3 separate regions of the Mus musculus genome follow, and all the other regions are linked to region 1. A link is a contact called in public promoter capture Hi-C data. All regions are on one chromosome and are shown on one strand. The core of a region is the stretch at or near the end of the contact, and the rest is flanking DNA. Distances in the headings are between cores, read along the strand shown. Region 1 holds the start of Mrpl24 (mitochondrial ribosomal protein L24). Region 2 holds the start of H3c15 (H3 clustered histone 15). Region 3 holds the start of Gabpb2 (GA repeat binding protein, beta 2).

What was found. Promoter capture Hi-C pulls out the DNA fragments that hold promoters and counts their contacts.
Region 2: a contact with region 1 is called in a promoter capture Hi-C map of cranial neural crest. The contact joins the promoter of H3c15 here to the promoter of Mrpl24 in region 1. A contact is called at or near these places in 2 of 39 promoter capture datasets (the HPC-7 cell line and cranial neural crest).
Region 3: a promoter capture Hi-C map of cranial neural crest shows a contact between it and region 1. The contact joins the promoter of Gabpb2 here to the promoter of Mrpl24 in region 1.

The regions. Positions count from the first base shown.
Region 1 is chr3:87,917,550-87,922,345 of GRCm38.p6, reverse strand. It overlaps Mrpl24 (mitochondrial ribosomal protein L24), which reads right to left and starts at 2,802. Exons shown (of 6, transcript NM_026591.3): 1 at 2,641-2,802; 2 at 298-529; 3 at 120-215. The coding sequence starts at 480.
Region 2 is chr3:96,236,940-96,241,735 of GRCm38.p6, reverse strand. It overlaps H3c15 (H3 clustered histone 15), which reads left to right and starts at 2,609. Exons shown (of 1, transcript NM_054045.4): 1 at 2,609-3,257. The coding sequence starts at 2,795. The coding sequence ends at 3,205. It overlaps H2ac19 (H2A clustered histone 19), which reads left to right and starts at 1,362. Exons shown (of 1, transcript NM_178212.3): 1 at 1,362-1,957. The coding sequence starts at 1,486. The coding sequence ends at 1,878.
Region 3 is chr3:95,215,324-95,220,119 of GRCm38.p6, reverse strand. It overlaps Gabpb2 (GA repeat binding protein, beta 2), which reads left to right and starts at 2,178. Exons shown (of 10, transcript NM_029885.1): 1 at 2,178-2,531; 2 at 3,852-3,906. Mllt11 (myeloid/lymphoid or mixed-lineage leukemia; translocated to, 11) reads left to right here. Exons shown (of 2, transcript NM_019914.4): 2 at 1-1,576. Gm16740 (predicted gene, 16740) reads right to left here and starts at 2,663. Exons shown (of 4, transcript NR_108026.1): 1 at 2,062-2,663; 2 at 571-681.

The DNA of each region.
Region 1 (4,796 bases), core at 1,553-4,052:
TTTGCCCACTATTGCTTAGCATGTCCAAGTTGTACAGCCTGCCCCTCCGCCAGTTTCCTGTCTCCCCATGCTTCTCTTAAGGAAAAAGGGAGAGATGGGGAAGACTTCTCAAGACTCACCGTGTTCAACCCCTCCAGGACAACCCAGTTTCGCTGCCGAACGACTTGGACTACTTTGCCTTGCTTCCCAGCATCCTTGCCTTCTAAGATTTCTACCTGTAGGAAGATGAGATGCAAGGACAAGGGCAGGAAATTGTTGCCCACTAGCCTTCCTGTCCCTCTGTCTTGAGGTCCTTACCATGTCTCCACAGAATAGGTGCCAGTCTTCATCAGAGATGGGCTCTACCACTACTGGGCGCCGCCTGCTCCATGGAGGATTCTTCCTTTTGTCTGCTATGGAACCTGGACGGCTCATTCCATAGCGGTAGAAGGGGGAGGAAGTGGCTTTGGATGCCAAGGCCAGCAGGGCTGAGAGCCGCATAGCTAGATTCAAGAAATCTCACCAGGGAAACACTCAAAAACTTTGCCAGCTGAGTCAAGAAAAACAGAATGAAGATTTGAACAAGGAAGGAACATTTAGCTGGGCAGTGGTGGTGCACGCCTTTAATCCCAGCACTTGAGAGGCAGAGGCAGGTGGATTTCTGAGTTCGAGGCCAGCCTGGTCTACAAAGTGAGTTCCAGGACAACCAGGACTATACAAAGAAACCCAGTCTCGGAAAAAAAAAAAAAGAGAGAGAGAGAAAGGAAGGAATGTTTGCTTTTTGAGACAGGGTCTCACTATATATATATATATATATATCCTTCGCTGACCTAGAACTCATTGTGTAGACAAGGCTGACCTCGAACTCACAAATCCTTCTCCTTCGCTCTCCTTCCCTAGTGCCAGGACTAAAGGTGTATAGCACCATATCCAGCTATATAGCTCCATATAGCTCCAGGACTGTTATTAAAGCACTGACTCTCTTTCGTAGAGGACTTCATCTCACTGACACTCCTCACAGGCTATCTTTACAAATGAGAAAACAAAGAGGTAATGTATCTTCCATCCATGGGAACATCTGTATTCAACCCCCTCCCCCATATATCTGACTTATAAGTAAAAAACTCACGAGACCAGGGGCTACACTATCTAGCTTGGATTGCTAGCTATCTCAGGAGACCTTGGCACTGAAGGTACTTAAGAGAGTTATTACGTGAGTACATGAACATTAGAGCAGGAGGAAAACAGGTAATGGAAGAAAGTACTAGGACAGTCCACAGGCAAGCAATCACAAGACAAGTGAATAGCAATAGCAGGGGTAAAAACAGCTGTTGGGTGGTCCCGGCTTGCTTATAAAAGGGATGGTTTGGTCTCAGATCCTCAGACCTTTCTCCCCATCTCACCTCCACATGTTTCTGACCGGCCTCTTCTCTTTCTGTCTGTCCTTCTCTGTCCCCTCTTTCTTCACCTCTACTTCCTTCTCAACTCCCTTCCCATGCCCCCAAATAAACTTTATTCTATACTAGACCCACTGTATGGCTGGTACTTTGGTGGGGAGAGATGCCCACTGAGGTACCACCTCCCACCACATCTTACTGCGCTCTTCAAAACATATCCTTCGTCTTTATAAAAACATTATCGGGGCTGGTGAGATGGCTCAGTGGGTAAGGGCACCCGACTGCTCTTCCGAAGGTCTGAAGTTCAAATCCCAGCAACCACATGGTGGCTCACAACCACCCGTAATGAGAGCTGGTGCCCTCTTCTGGTGTATCTGAAGACAACTACAGTGTACTTACATATAATAAATAAATAAATCTTAAAAAAAAAAAAAAACATTATCAGTCTGAGCTATAATGAGAAACCTATCTGAATGAAACCAACAAAGTAAAAACGCTCAATGTAAAAATGCTAGCCTAGCATGCAGTAAGCTTTCTAAAACAGTTGCTACTGGCGTGGTACCATGCTAAATAGCATCTCACAGAAGCCTAACAACAGCGATGAAAAGTTGCCCATAATCTTATCATGTTTTGTGATTTGTATGTGTGTGTGGTGCTGGTGATCAAACTTGGGGATTCACATATAACAGGCAAGCATTTTGCATAAGTGAACTATTACTCCTTTTTTTATACATTTCAGGATAAGAGATGGGAGCAAAGTCAAGTGTTACCATGATGCTAGAGAAACACGGGGACTATTTCTATCTAGATCAAATACACGATTACTAAGCACTAACTACTACCTGACAAGTCGAAAACTGAGAACTCAGTAAGGGATGCTAACAGCAAGATCCAGGAAAACCTTGCCCTCTCTTAGCATGCAGCATCACAAGTGTGTATGTGTGTGTGTGTGGGGGGGGGGGGTCTTGCTTGTTTGTTTTAAAAACTCCTTTAGGCCCCGGACAGGCCCCCACTCCATCTTTCCCTTTGGTTCCCTACACAACCTAGATGCTAGCTAGTGTCACTTCCGTGGTGGGGCTGGCTTTCTTCTCAGTACAAGTCCTCAGGTCACCGCCTCAAGTAATTCCCTCGTCAGACTCACCCCGATATGCGGATAGCTCCAACGTCCTAGCAAAAGAGGAGCCCAAGGCTCAGTTTAAAACTAGGAAAAGAAGTCCCTTCGCTTATCCACCTTCCGACCTTCCCCGTCGCTGAGTAGCCTCACCTCCCCGCAACTTTCTTTCCACGTGCGTTCTCTACGTCCGCAGTCCCCACCCACCGGATTTTTGGGAGATGTAGTCAAATTGCGGAAAGGAAGGCTCAAAACAAAACAAAACCGAAGCGAGCCTCCCAGCGTCTGGGAACTCTAGTCCGTTGCTACAAAATGGACAGGAAACAGGAAATTTAGCCAACCGTAGGAAATCCAGACTGGGAAAGGCATGTCGGGAATTGAAGGCGAAAGACATGCTAATTTGCTGCGTAAGTTCGTTCGCGCTCTTCGTGGAGACCACTGGGAGTTGTAGTTCACAGAGAACATGGCTCCATTTTCTTGGTAGTTATGGCTTCCTAATTCAAAGCAAAGGGTGTCCATTTCCAGATGAGATCACCTTTATGTCCTGGCTCTTCTCTGCTTGAGGGACCAGGACGCGGCATATTAAAAAAAAATGCCCCGCCTTTTCAGAGAAAAGAGTGATATTATATTAGCAATCACTCGTGTGAAATGTACTGGAAGATTTCGACCATGTTCACCTGTCCTCTCACCATCCGTGGACTGGCAGGCATCCCTACCAAAATTTAGCAGAGACCAGATCTCTTTTATCAGCTCGCTATTTGACTCCACTCACCTTCCTGCTCTGATTAGACTAAGTATGTTTCCTTTCATTCCTGAGTTTGCTGATGACTACGAGCTTTGAAGCAGCTTTCCCCTACAGTTTGTAATGTTATAAACTTCATTAGTGGGCAAACTAACCTCACCTGGCCTATCCCTAAACCAGCAACCCAGCAAGATGAACTTAGAACAACAGTGCTCTATCTTCTCAGCTGCTTTTGTTTTCTGAGAGTGGTGCATGTAGCCCAGGATCACCTCAAACTTGCTAGTTGGCTTCTGCTGTTCCTTCCCAGGTGCGAGAGCTAACCATCAAATCTGGTTTTATATGATGCTCCAGACTGAACCCAGCCCTTACTGCATATCCCAGGCTTACTGCATGCTCAGTAAACATTTATCTTAAAAGCAGTAATTCTTACCTAAAAGCCTTTTATTTTTTAAAAACAGGTTCTATGTAAACTCTGGCTGTCCTGGAACTCATTATGCAGACTGGGCAGGCCTAGAGCTCAGATTCCCCACCTGTCTCCAATGCTGGAATTGAAGGTGTGCATCATTATGCCTGGCTAAGACCTTGTCTTTGGACTCAGAGCCGACTGTGGTCACCGACCTAACTAGCATTAAGTGGTAACCTCTCCTCCCTACATTTTGACTTGCTCTTGAAGGTCTAAGAACCAAACTCTTCTTCCCAACACTTTTAAGAGACTGAGGCAAAAGAATTTTAAGTTTGAGACCAATAAGAAGATCCTACTTCAAAAACAAAACAAAACAAAAAACCAATCAGGAACGTCTACAGCTGGAACTCAGCACTTGGCAGAGTCGGTTAACGGGTCTCCTCCACTACAGTTAGTGTGTGTCCTGGGCTATATGTGACCTGTCTCGACAAAAGTCATGTATTTCCCATGACTATACTCCGTTTCTCTTTTCTGAAGTACACATGTACAGGAAACTGAATCTCCAACCATCCCTGATTATATATATACTGTCTCATGCATACTCCAAAGCTTGCTGTACATCTGCAGATAACTTCAAAGGACTTTTTTTTTTTTTTTTTTTTTGGTTTTTCAAGACGGGGGTGGGTGTTGTTTATTTTTGTTGTTGTTTTTGGTTTTTCGAAACAAGAGTTTCTCTGTGTAGCCCTGGCTGTCCTGGCCAGTCTCAACTCAGACCAGGTCTAGAACGCAGAAATCCGCCTGCCTCTGCCTTCCAAGTGCTGGGATTAAAGGCGTGCGCCTCCACACCCGGCTACTTTAAAGGATTTTTTAAAAAAGCTTCTTGGAGGGGCTGCTGAGATGGCTCAGTAGGTAAGAACACTGACTGCTCTTCCAAAGGTCCTCAGTTTAAATCCTTGCAGCCGCCAGGCGTGGTGGCACAGGCCTCTAATCCTCGAGCAGGGACTGAGTGAGCAGAGTTGACCAGAGCAAGTGAGCCAACTGCAGCGAGCAGAGGTCCTAAATTCCCAACAACCACATGAAGGCTCACAACCATCTGTACAGCTACAGTGTACTTATGTACATATACATAAACTAAATCTTAAATAAAAAAAGTTCCTTGGGCTG
Region 2 (4,796 bases), core at 1,360-3,859, 8.3 Mb before region 1:
ATATTCTAAGGTCATAGGATGTCATTCTCGTGATCTGCAGTCAGTCCATAAATGCAGGGTTGTGTAGTCTTTGCTGAACCCTTGATCCACCTCTCAAATTTGTGAGTCCACATATGCACATAAATATCAATATCAAATTTAATCAGAATCCTTGATAAACCTTCAACTTCTCAACTTAAAATGCTTTTCAGCTAGCCATCCTAATAACACTGCCTACCTAAGCCTGGCGGTGGTGGCACACACCTTTAATCCCAGTACTTGGGAGGCAGAAGCAAGCAGATTTCTTAGTTCGAGGCCAGCCTGGTCTACAGACTGAGTTCCAGGATAGCCAGGGCTATACAGAGAAACCCTGTCTCGAAAAAACCAAAAAAAAAACAAACAAACAAACAAAAAAACCCACCAAAATCCAAAAAAATCCACTGCCTACCTAGCTTCAACCCAAAATCCTAGTGCTACACTCTTGCCGATTCCTCCACAAGACTAGAATTCCATCTCCACAATATGTAACAATGTAAAATATAAAGATTGTAACTATGTTACTATGTAACAATATACCTGTTACTAGAGCTAAGCTTACACTCAATATGCCTAATCAGTGATTCTAATGCATCGATAACGAACCTTATTACAAATTTCAGAGATTGAAAAATGCTGGCTGTATTTTACCGAGCATAACTGATGCGATGCTAAAATAATGGCAGTCCGGATATGGTACTCCGAGTCACTCTAGCCCCAGACAGCCTGGAAGGCTCCTAAAAGGAGCTTCTGAGAGCCATCAGGACAAATGATAGACAAAAGCAGCAGCGTAAGGTTTACTTTTTAAGTTATTTCGATTCCTTATGTACAAATCTGAGTGGCAAAAAAATAATTTTAGTAAACCCCAGGCGAACTGTACTTGGTCTTTTCAAGCACTCTCAGATGTGTATGGATTAAGAAAATAACCTTTAAATTTAACGATTTTAAAGTAAGGCTCCCAGCGATAAACGCTTAAAATGAAACAAGTAGGTTTTACACTGTTTCAAGTAGAAAAATAAAGAGGCTATGAGAATTATCCGCTACTCCTTAGGTATAAAAAACTAAATTTCCAGTATTCCTCGAAGGAAAACCTACACTTAAGTAAGTGATTAACTCAGGCCCTCTTGGATGCAGGGCACACTTTGCCAGCTTCCAGAGCAGGAGAAACAGCGAGCAAGCCCAGCCGCCCGGCGACCCGCGGAGTGTCGCAACGACGGCCGCACGCAAATGAAGCCACCGAGCACGCGCGTCGTGATTCGCGCGTTCCAGGGCGGCGCCGGGGCGAGGGAGCCGGTCTTATGTAAATGAGAGGCTTCTGTCCGCGCGCTCCTATTGGCCACGGCGTCAGGACGCGTGTGAGCCAATGAGAGCGTCGGGCGGACAATCGGGTCTGCGTCTATAAAAGGGTGAGGCGTCGGCGCCGGAGTACCGTTTCCTGGTTGTGGCCGTTCGTCTGTTTGCGCTTTCGTGATGTCCGGTCGTGGCAAGCAAGGAGGCAAGGCCCGCGCCAAGGCCAAGTCGCGGTCTTCCCGGGCCGGGCTACAGTTCCCGGTGGGGCGTGTGCACCGGCTGCTGCGCAAGGGCAACTACGCGGAGCGTGTGGGTGCCGGCGCGCCGGTATACATGGCGGCGGTGCTGGAGTACCTAACGGCCGAGATCCTGGAGCTGGCGGGCAACGCGGCCCGCGACAACAAGAAGACGCGCATCATCCCGCGCCACCTGCAGCTGGCCATCCGCAACGACGAGGAGCTCAACAAGCTGCTGGGCAAAGTGACGATCGCGCAGGGCGGCGTCCTGCCCAACATCCAGGCCGTGCTGCTGCCCAAGAAGACGGAGAGCCACCATAAGGCGAAGGGCAAGTGAGGCCACTGCTCGCGTCGGCCCGCGTCTCTGTGATATAACCCCCGCGAGCTCCTAAAAAGGCTCTTTTCAGAGCCACCCACTGAATCAGATAAAGAGTTGTGTCACGGTAGCCGGTCTTGGTGGCCTTTCCTGGCCCTGCCCCAAAAGTAAGAGTGTCGTGTCCTCTGCTTCCTTGCCCATCCTGCCCGTGGTTCCCCCTGGTAGTTAGTCTGTTGTCGCTCTTTGGTTCATGCCCTGCCTCGGCGGAGCGGATACGCGGTTCTCGCTGACCGTCCCAAGCATTTAGCCCCTATCTGCCCACACCCTTGTCCTACACAACACTGTCCCTCACTCAGCGTCCACCCGCCTGACCCTTCCCAGGACTAAGACTCAACTAGGACGTCTAGGCCAATCTAGACATAAGTCGCAGTCAGCCGCGCTCTCGTCCGGTCCTTGGGGAATGTCTAGGAGGAGGAGGTGTCCCGCGAGGACTGGACGCGGCCGGCTCTAGGGATCATGGGGGACTGGGGCTGGGACTGTGGCTGTGGCTGGGCGGTGCTGCACAAACACTAGATTAGTTCTGCCCTGGGACTTTGGGCGGCGGGCGGGGGCGCGCGAGCTCCTCTTGGGCAGAGCCGGGACCCGCCCTCTACGGGCAGCTGCCAGACGTGGCTCCACCCTCGCAGAACGTTGGCAAGTGGACCGGGCGCGGGGCTGGACGTGGGGGGCGGGTGGGGGCGGGTCAGGTGGCGTGGCGGGCCCGAGCCAATGGGCGAGGTCGGGGCCGGTGACGCCACGGCCAATGGCGCGGCAGCGCGGGAGTTTCAAGTCGCTGTCTCCGCCCCGCCGCGGGGAAGACTGCGCCTATAAAGGCGGCCGGCTCGGGCCGGTATCAGGTCCCCGAGTGCTCCTCGTTTGGGTGTCTTCCGTCTTCGCCATGGCCCGTACGAAGCAGACTGCCCGCAAGTCCACCGGCGGCAAGGCCCCGCGCAAGCAGCTGGCCACCAAGGCCGCCCGCAAGAGCGCCCCGGCCACGGGCGGCGTGAAGAAGCCGCACCGCTACCGGCCCGGCACCGTGGCGCTGCGGGAGATCCGGCGCTACCAGAAGTCGACCGAGCTGCTGATCCGCAAGCTGCCGTTCCAGCGCCTGGTGCGCGAGATCGCGCAGGACTTCAAGACGGACCTGCGCTTCCAGAGCTCGGCCGTCATGGCGCTGCAGGAGGCGAGCGAGGCCTACCTGGTGGGGCTGTTCGAGGACACCAACCTGTGCGCCATCCACGCCAAACGCGTCACCATCATGCCCAAGGACATCCAGTTGGCCCGCCGCATCCGTGGGGAGCGCGCTTAAGCGCCCTGTCTCCCATCCATTCCCCACAAAGGCTCTTTTCAGAGCCACCACAGCTTCCCGGAAAGAGCTGTTTACTTCGCTTAGAGCTTTGTCCGCACATTATCCCGCTCCATAGCTCTAGGTTGGTATCTGACTTATACCTGTTATGTCTACATAATGGTTGCTTTCAAGGAAGGTTTGAATGCCCTTAGTGTAAGTTGTTTAACGTTAATTGCGGTCTTATTCAGACTCCTAGCTTGTTAACCCGAAGTAGGTTCACCACCTCAGTCTAAGGGGAGGGGATAATCTTACGGAGGGTTGGGGCTTGGTGGATACTATGTAATGTTCCTACCCAGCTGGAGCAGAGAAGGCTTTGTAAGTAGCTGAAGGCTGAGATCTAGCTTACAGCTCATAATTACATCACCAGACTTCTGGACGACTGAAGATTATTGTTGCTCATTTAATGCAATGTCTGAGGCTTACGGGGCTCAACGTCGGTGGTAAGTGGACTATGAGTAATATCCAGTGATAAAGCTTTGTTCTCTAACACTTGATTAGAAGACCTGCTAGCTACTTGGGATTCAGCATTTATTGCTATGATATGGTTCAATGGCAATTGGGTAGTTTTTCCTCTTACTCCTATTAATTTACTTCAAAATGACAACTCCATTCCCCCCTTCCCACTTTGGCAGGCACCTTTCTGGACCGAAATACACTGGATATCAAAGGGGAATCCCTTTACAATTCCTTAGCGTGAGGACAGTCTTTGCAGGGGTGGGTGTCGGACCTGAGACTCAAGAGCACAGTAAATACCTTATGGAGATCACTGTCATGGACCTTCCTTTCGGTTTCTGCCGGAAACTTCCAGAGAGCAAACTAGCAATAGTTAAAGCTGTGTGGAGACAGCCCATTTGTCCCCAGCATCTTACTGAGCTTTGCCTCAAAGGTTGGGCCCAAAAGTTCTTAGAACTAAGTGATTTTGGTCCATCAAAGCTCTTAGTGGCTAAGCAGACCCCCTCAGCATGCAAATTTACTCCATGAGTTGAAACTAAGGCAGATTTAAAAGCAAGATATCAACCAATTTAAATACAAGAGCTCTGGATGCTGACAGGCTGTGTATGTCATGGTATGTAAGGCAGTCAGGGATCCCTAGCGTAGGAAGGAGAGCTATGGCCTCCCTTTGCTGTTCTCACTTTTAAGGTCGCCTTATTCTCTCTTAGGACTTGTGAGTACTCATTGGCCAAACTCAAAGACTCAAAGGACATGGGAGAGAATGGGAAAAGGAAAAGGAGGGGGCAGTTTATACTAGGCAGGGCAGGACCTGGCTGATATTAGACAGAGGAAGTCTTCTAGGTTAATCTCTGATTTCCTATCACAGGTAAGCCTTTGATGTCAGTGACTTGCCTGCCTCACAGTCTCCCTCCCGGGGCTGCTACTCAAGAGTTGTGCACCTTGACCATGAGTGAGTTAAGTCAGGTTCTCCTCTAAGTTGCCCTAAGTCTTCTTTCACTGGGGAAGAAAACCAGCTGACAGTACAAATCAGTGTGCGGAAATACAGATTAGTGGACCAAAACTCCTCTTAACCAGCCTGGAACCAGGCCTCTCCAGGACA
Region 3 (4,796 bases), core at 929-3,428, 7.3 Mb before region 1:
CCTTCCACTTTAATCTTGTTCTCTTCCCTCTATTGTGCTGGTGGTGCTGATGAATCTGCCAATTGAATTGTAGGTTTGTATGTATGTACGTACTTATTTATCTATCTATATTTATTTATTTATTTATTTATCTGCCTACTCCGTTTCTCTCAAAAGCCCTCTAGGCACAAAGTCAAGGGTTTAATCAATGGAGTACTAGATCATAGGATTTCCTCCCGTCAGCCCGGAGAATATTAACTAATCCCAGAAAAGAATCACCCTTATTTGAGGCACCACAGAGAGGTACAGTTGTGCAAAATGGGAGACCAATTATTTTGTTTGTTTGTTACATTTTAATCAACTTCAAAGATTACTTGAGCCTCCCTAATGTCCTCTACCAGGCCAGTAAGCAAATACTGCTTCAAGAAGTAATGAGAACCTGGAAGTTTTGAGACACTTTCTACAAAACAGGATTTCTAAAAGGCTAAGATAAGAAATGCTGCTGCTGCTTACAATGCATTCTCTTCCCCAGAAACACGCAGGCAGTTAAAGGTGGGAAACAAAGGAGTGGGATGAGGAAAAACATCGCACCGTTTCAGAGGTAGCTCCTTTAATATCCAGCTCTGCTTCCAGCTGTGGGTAGAAATGCTCAGAAAATCAGATTTGAGTCTTCACAGGGAAACTTCACTATGAGGATAATTCCTAAAAGACAAAAGATGTATCTGATCTAAAGAAACACCAGAGTATTATTAGGGGAATTTATATAAAATTGTGATTTTGTCATGGAACAGGCAGATGTTTTGGTCCTAAGTATTTTAGCTTTGCCTTTCTGTAGTTGCAGTATGTGATAGGAATCAGTGATTCCTGACACAGTTCTTTGGCCGCCATAAGACCGTGAAGTAAGCAGTTATGTTCAGACCCTACCCGTCCCCATTCCTTCCAAAGCTATTGCAGATGAATTGCGGAGCTGTTTATTCATTTATGGAATAAAGACGTTAAATCCTAAGTCTGGGGCTTAGTTTTTTCCATTCCAATGAAGTACTACAGATTTTACTCACACTTCCGAATCCAGCTTTCCCTTTTATCTTTTTTTCTTTCTTTTTTTTTTTAAGTGAAGCTTTTCTTTTTATTTTAAAAAGATTTACTATACTATATATGAGTACACTGTTGCACTCTTCAGACACACCAGAAGAGGGCATTGGGTCCCATTACAAGTGAGCCAACATGTGGTTGGTGGGGATTGAACTCAGGACCTCTGGAAGAGCAGTCAGTGCTCTTAACCACTGAGTCATCTCTCCAGCGCTTCCTTCTGTCTGTCTAATATTTGACTTTGAAGAACAATTTAGGATTTGGACATAGCTCAATGGTAGAAGGGCTTGCCAAGCATCTACAAGGCCCTGCTAGGGTTCCCCTGTAAGCAGCCAGTGCTCAGAGATTAGCCACGCCCCCCAGCCCATTATTAACTTTTAAATTTGTGTGGTTTTCTTCGGAGGCGGGCCTTGAACTCAGAGAAATCCACCTGACTCTGCTGGACTCTGCTAGGGTGGGCCTAGCACTTTGGTATTAAATTAGGAGACCTGTGCCTCCTGCTGTGATCAAAGGCGTGTTTGTTATTATTACTGATTTTAATTTTTAGTGTGCATTGGTGTTTTGCCTAAATGTATGCTTGCTTGTGTGAGGGTGTCAGATCTTGGAGTTAAAGGCAGTTGTAAGCTGCAATGTGGGTGCTGGGAATTGAACTGGGGTCTCCTAAGGCATTGCTCCAGCGTCCTGTTATTGATTTTTGAAAGGTTTTCTCCGAGCTTTCTCTCGGTCCTTATATCAGTTAAAATGGTGAACAGAAACCAAGATAGACTGGTAAATGAAAGACATGCAATTTCATGTCCCATCCTATTCTAGTCTTCCCCCCAAAAGTTCAGGGGTTCTTTCCTGACCTATATTCAGGACACTGGGAAAGTGTCCGGTCAGACAGGAGTGCATAACCAGAAGGTCCCGAATAGCGGAAGCAAGATTCTCCCCCAACCCTCAAGTTAGCCCGGCGTTGAACCAGCAGGAAGGTAGAGTGCGGACGCCAACACGCACCAGTAACCAGTTCCTCCGAGCGCTGCACTGGTTGGCGCCAAAACTACCATCTGCGTCCGTCCCCTGCCGGAACTATCCCTCACGTAAGCCACGTAATCGGTGATCCTGCGCCTCGCTAAGTAGTCCCGCTCAGGATGCCCGCGGTATACGTTTTTCCAGCTCACGAGGTCCTCAGTAGGAAGGAGTCGGACTCAGAGGTGCGTTGAGGTCCTGAGAGAAGGGCAAAGTGGCTCCGCTAACCCATTTCCTTCAGATTCCTCCGCCAGGACGTATAGTCACAGCGCCTTCACTTCCGGGTCCGCCATTTTATTGCCTCCATTTCTCCGTGAGGGGGGGTAAGGGCCCCCCCAAATATGCATATGTGAAAAGGCCGAAAAGTGAGGCCGCTGGCAAGGAGTCTTAACTAGAGAAAGAAACGGGACCAAACTGGCGGGCCCAGTGAGAGCGAAGCCGGCAGCGCTCCGGAATAGGTGAGGGGGAAAGGACACGCAGGGTTCCGGAGCTTCCGAACTGCGATGCAAGGGGCAGTGATAAGTGGCCGGCCCAGCCCGGCCAGGACCTGTGGGCGCCGGCCTGCACACTGCCGGAGCGGGGGTGGCGGCGGGGGGGAGAGGGACCAAGAGGAAGGGGATGCTGTCGGGAGGAAGGGGAGGGGACTGGGAGGTGAAGGGGGTGGGTGGAAGACCTGGGGCTGGGGAGCTGGACTCCGGGAAGCCAAGGCCACATGGGGTGACCACGAGGGGGCGGTGTGGCGCAGGAGTCCGGGCTGCCACTACAGACTGGGGCTCCCACTTGCAAGTTGGCGCCCCTGAGTTTGGCAGAGTGCTGATGTCAAAAACTGAGGGATATGTGACTAGGGAGGAAGTGGGAACTGGACTTTTCAAGGTCCAGTAATAACGTGAAACTTTAGTAAGTTCATAATGTGAACAAGAGCAGTCATGGACTTATATCCAGTTCTCAACACAGATGCTTGTACAGCTGGCCTCCCAGTGGGAATGTGTGGGGGGTGAGGGGGGGGAGAAAAAGAAAAAAAAGTACAGACCGAGAATTCTTCAATTGCTTTCTTTCTTAGCGTGCACCTCTTGTCACAGATTTCCTCCAGGAATTCTGCTGTCTCCCTCTTCCTATAAAGGATTTTCTCTAGTTTCCAATCCAATATTTGGGTCTTACTATGTAGTTTGGATTGGCTGCCTCACAGCGATTCTCTAACCTTAGCCCCTGGAGTGTTGGAATTACTGAGGTGAGCCATGTTTTTTGTACATGCTTTGCAAAGAACAAACCACCACACCCAAATGATAAACAAAAGTTATTATTCTTTGGTAATGGGCTGCTTTGTCAAGTGCTCAGGCACTCCATGGTTATTAAAATATTTATTGAAAGTTCTGAACACTAAGTACTCAGTGCTTGAGAAGAGGAGAGAGAAAGATCCAGGTGTTCAAGGCCAGCCTGTGCTACTTGACCCAGAAAGGTCTCCTGGTCTTGTTTTGTATTTTATTGGCTTCCTATTCCTAGGAGGCAGGGTTGGGAGTATAGCTCAGAGGCAAGTGTGAATGTAGCATGCCTGTGGCCCTGGATTCAACTCCTAGCACAGAGGGACTAGGAAGAGAATTTAGAAAAATCTTAGGATACACACTAGACAAACGCTCATGTGAAGTTTATGTGGATGCATATCCAGTAAGGGAGAACAGTTCCCCTCTGTAGCATTCAGAACCATGGGGTTGTATAGGTTGGGCAGGTGGAACTTAGCATATAAAGCCAGCGAGACTGACAGTCTTGAGTTTGATCCACAGAGTTGAAGGAGAGAACCAACTCCTGCGAGTTGTCCTGTGGCTTCCACATGCTATGGTGAGTGAATACACACAGAAACACACACAAGCTAATTAGTTAATTTCAATTGCCTATGTTATTCTCTGGTCTTAGGGTTCTACCAGCCTTTATGTATGGGGAGCTAGAAGAATGACCCACCAGTCTCCCCATAATGCTTTTTATTTAAAATACTTTATTACATTTTGTGTATGTGTGCTCACTTACACACATACCATGACTTTCATGCATGTGGAGATCAGAGGACAACTTAGAGGATGTGGGAGCCGGGCGTGGTGGCGCACGCCTTTAATCCCAGCACTCGGGAGGCAGAGGCAGGCGATTTTCTGAGTTCGAGGCCAGCCTGGTCTACAGAGTGAGTTCCAGGACAGCCAGGACTACACAGAGAAACCCTGTCTCGGAAAAAACAAAAAAGAGAGGATGTGGGAACTGGGGATCCATCAGGACACCAGGTTGGCAGCAGATATGTTCACCCACCAAGCCGTATATAGACCTCACTGATCTCCAAAATCATCGTCTTGCAAATGCATTTTAATCTAGGTAGATGCTATAGGTTAAATCAGGAGTGACAGGGCAGGAAAGAAGGCATGTCAGAAGTCATGTCCCTGTCAAGTAACCAAATATAAGAACTGTTTTCCCATAATTCTTGGCATCGGTTACTTTTACAAGGTCCGGCACAAGCAACTGCCCTCCTTTGTTGGTTTGAAACATGGTCTTATGACACTTAGGCCAACGTCAACTCATCATCATCCTGATTTAGTCTCCCAGAGTGCTGCGGTCACAGGCAGATGTTGTCAGGCCCGGCGTGACTTCATTTTCATCGTGACACACCTGCTCATGCTTGTTTCTAAAGAGTTTTCTCTGAAGACAGCTTTGATATGCCTGGTGCTTTGATCTCAACTATTCCTCAT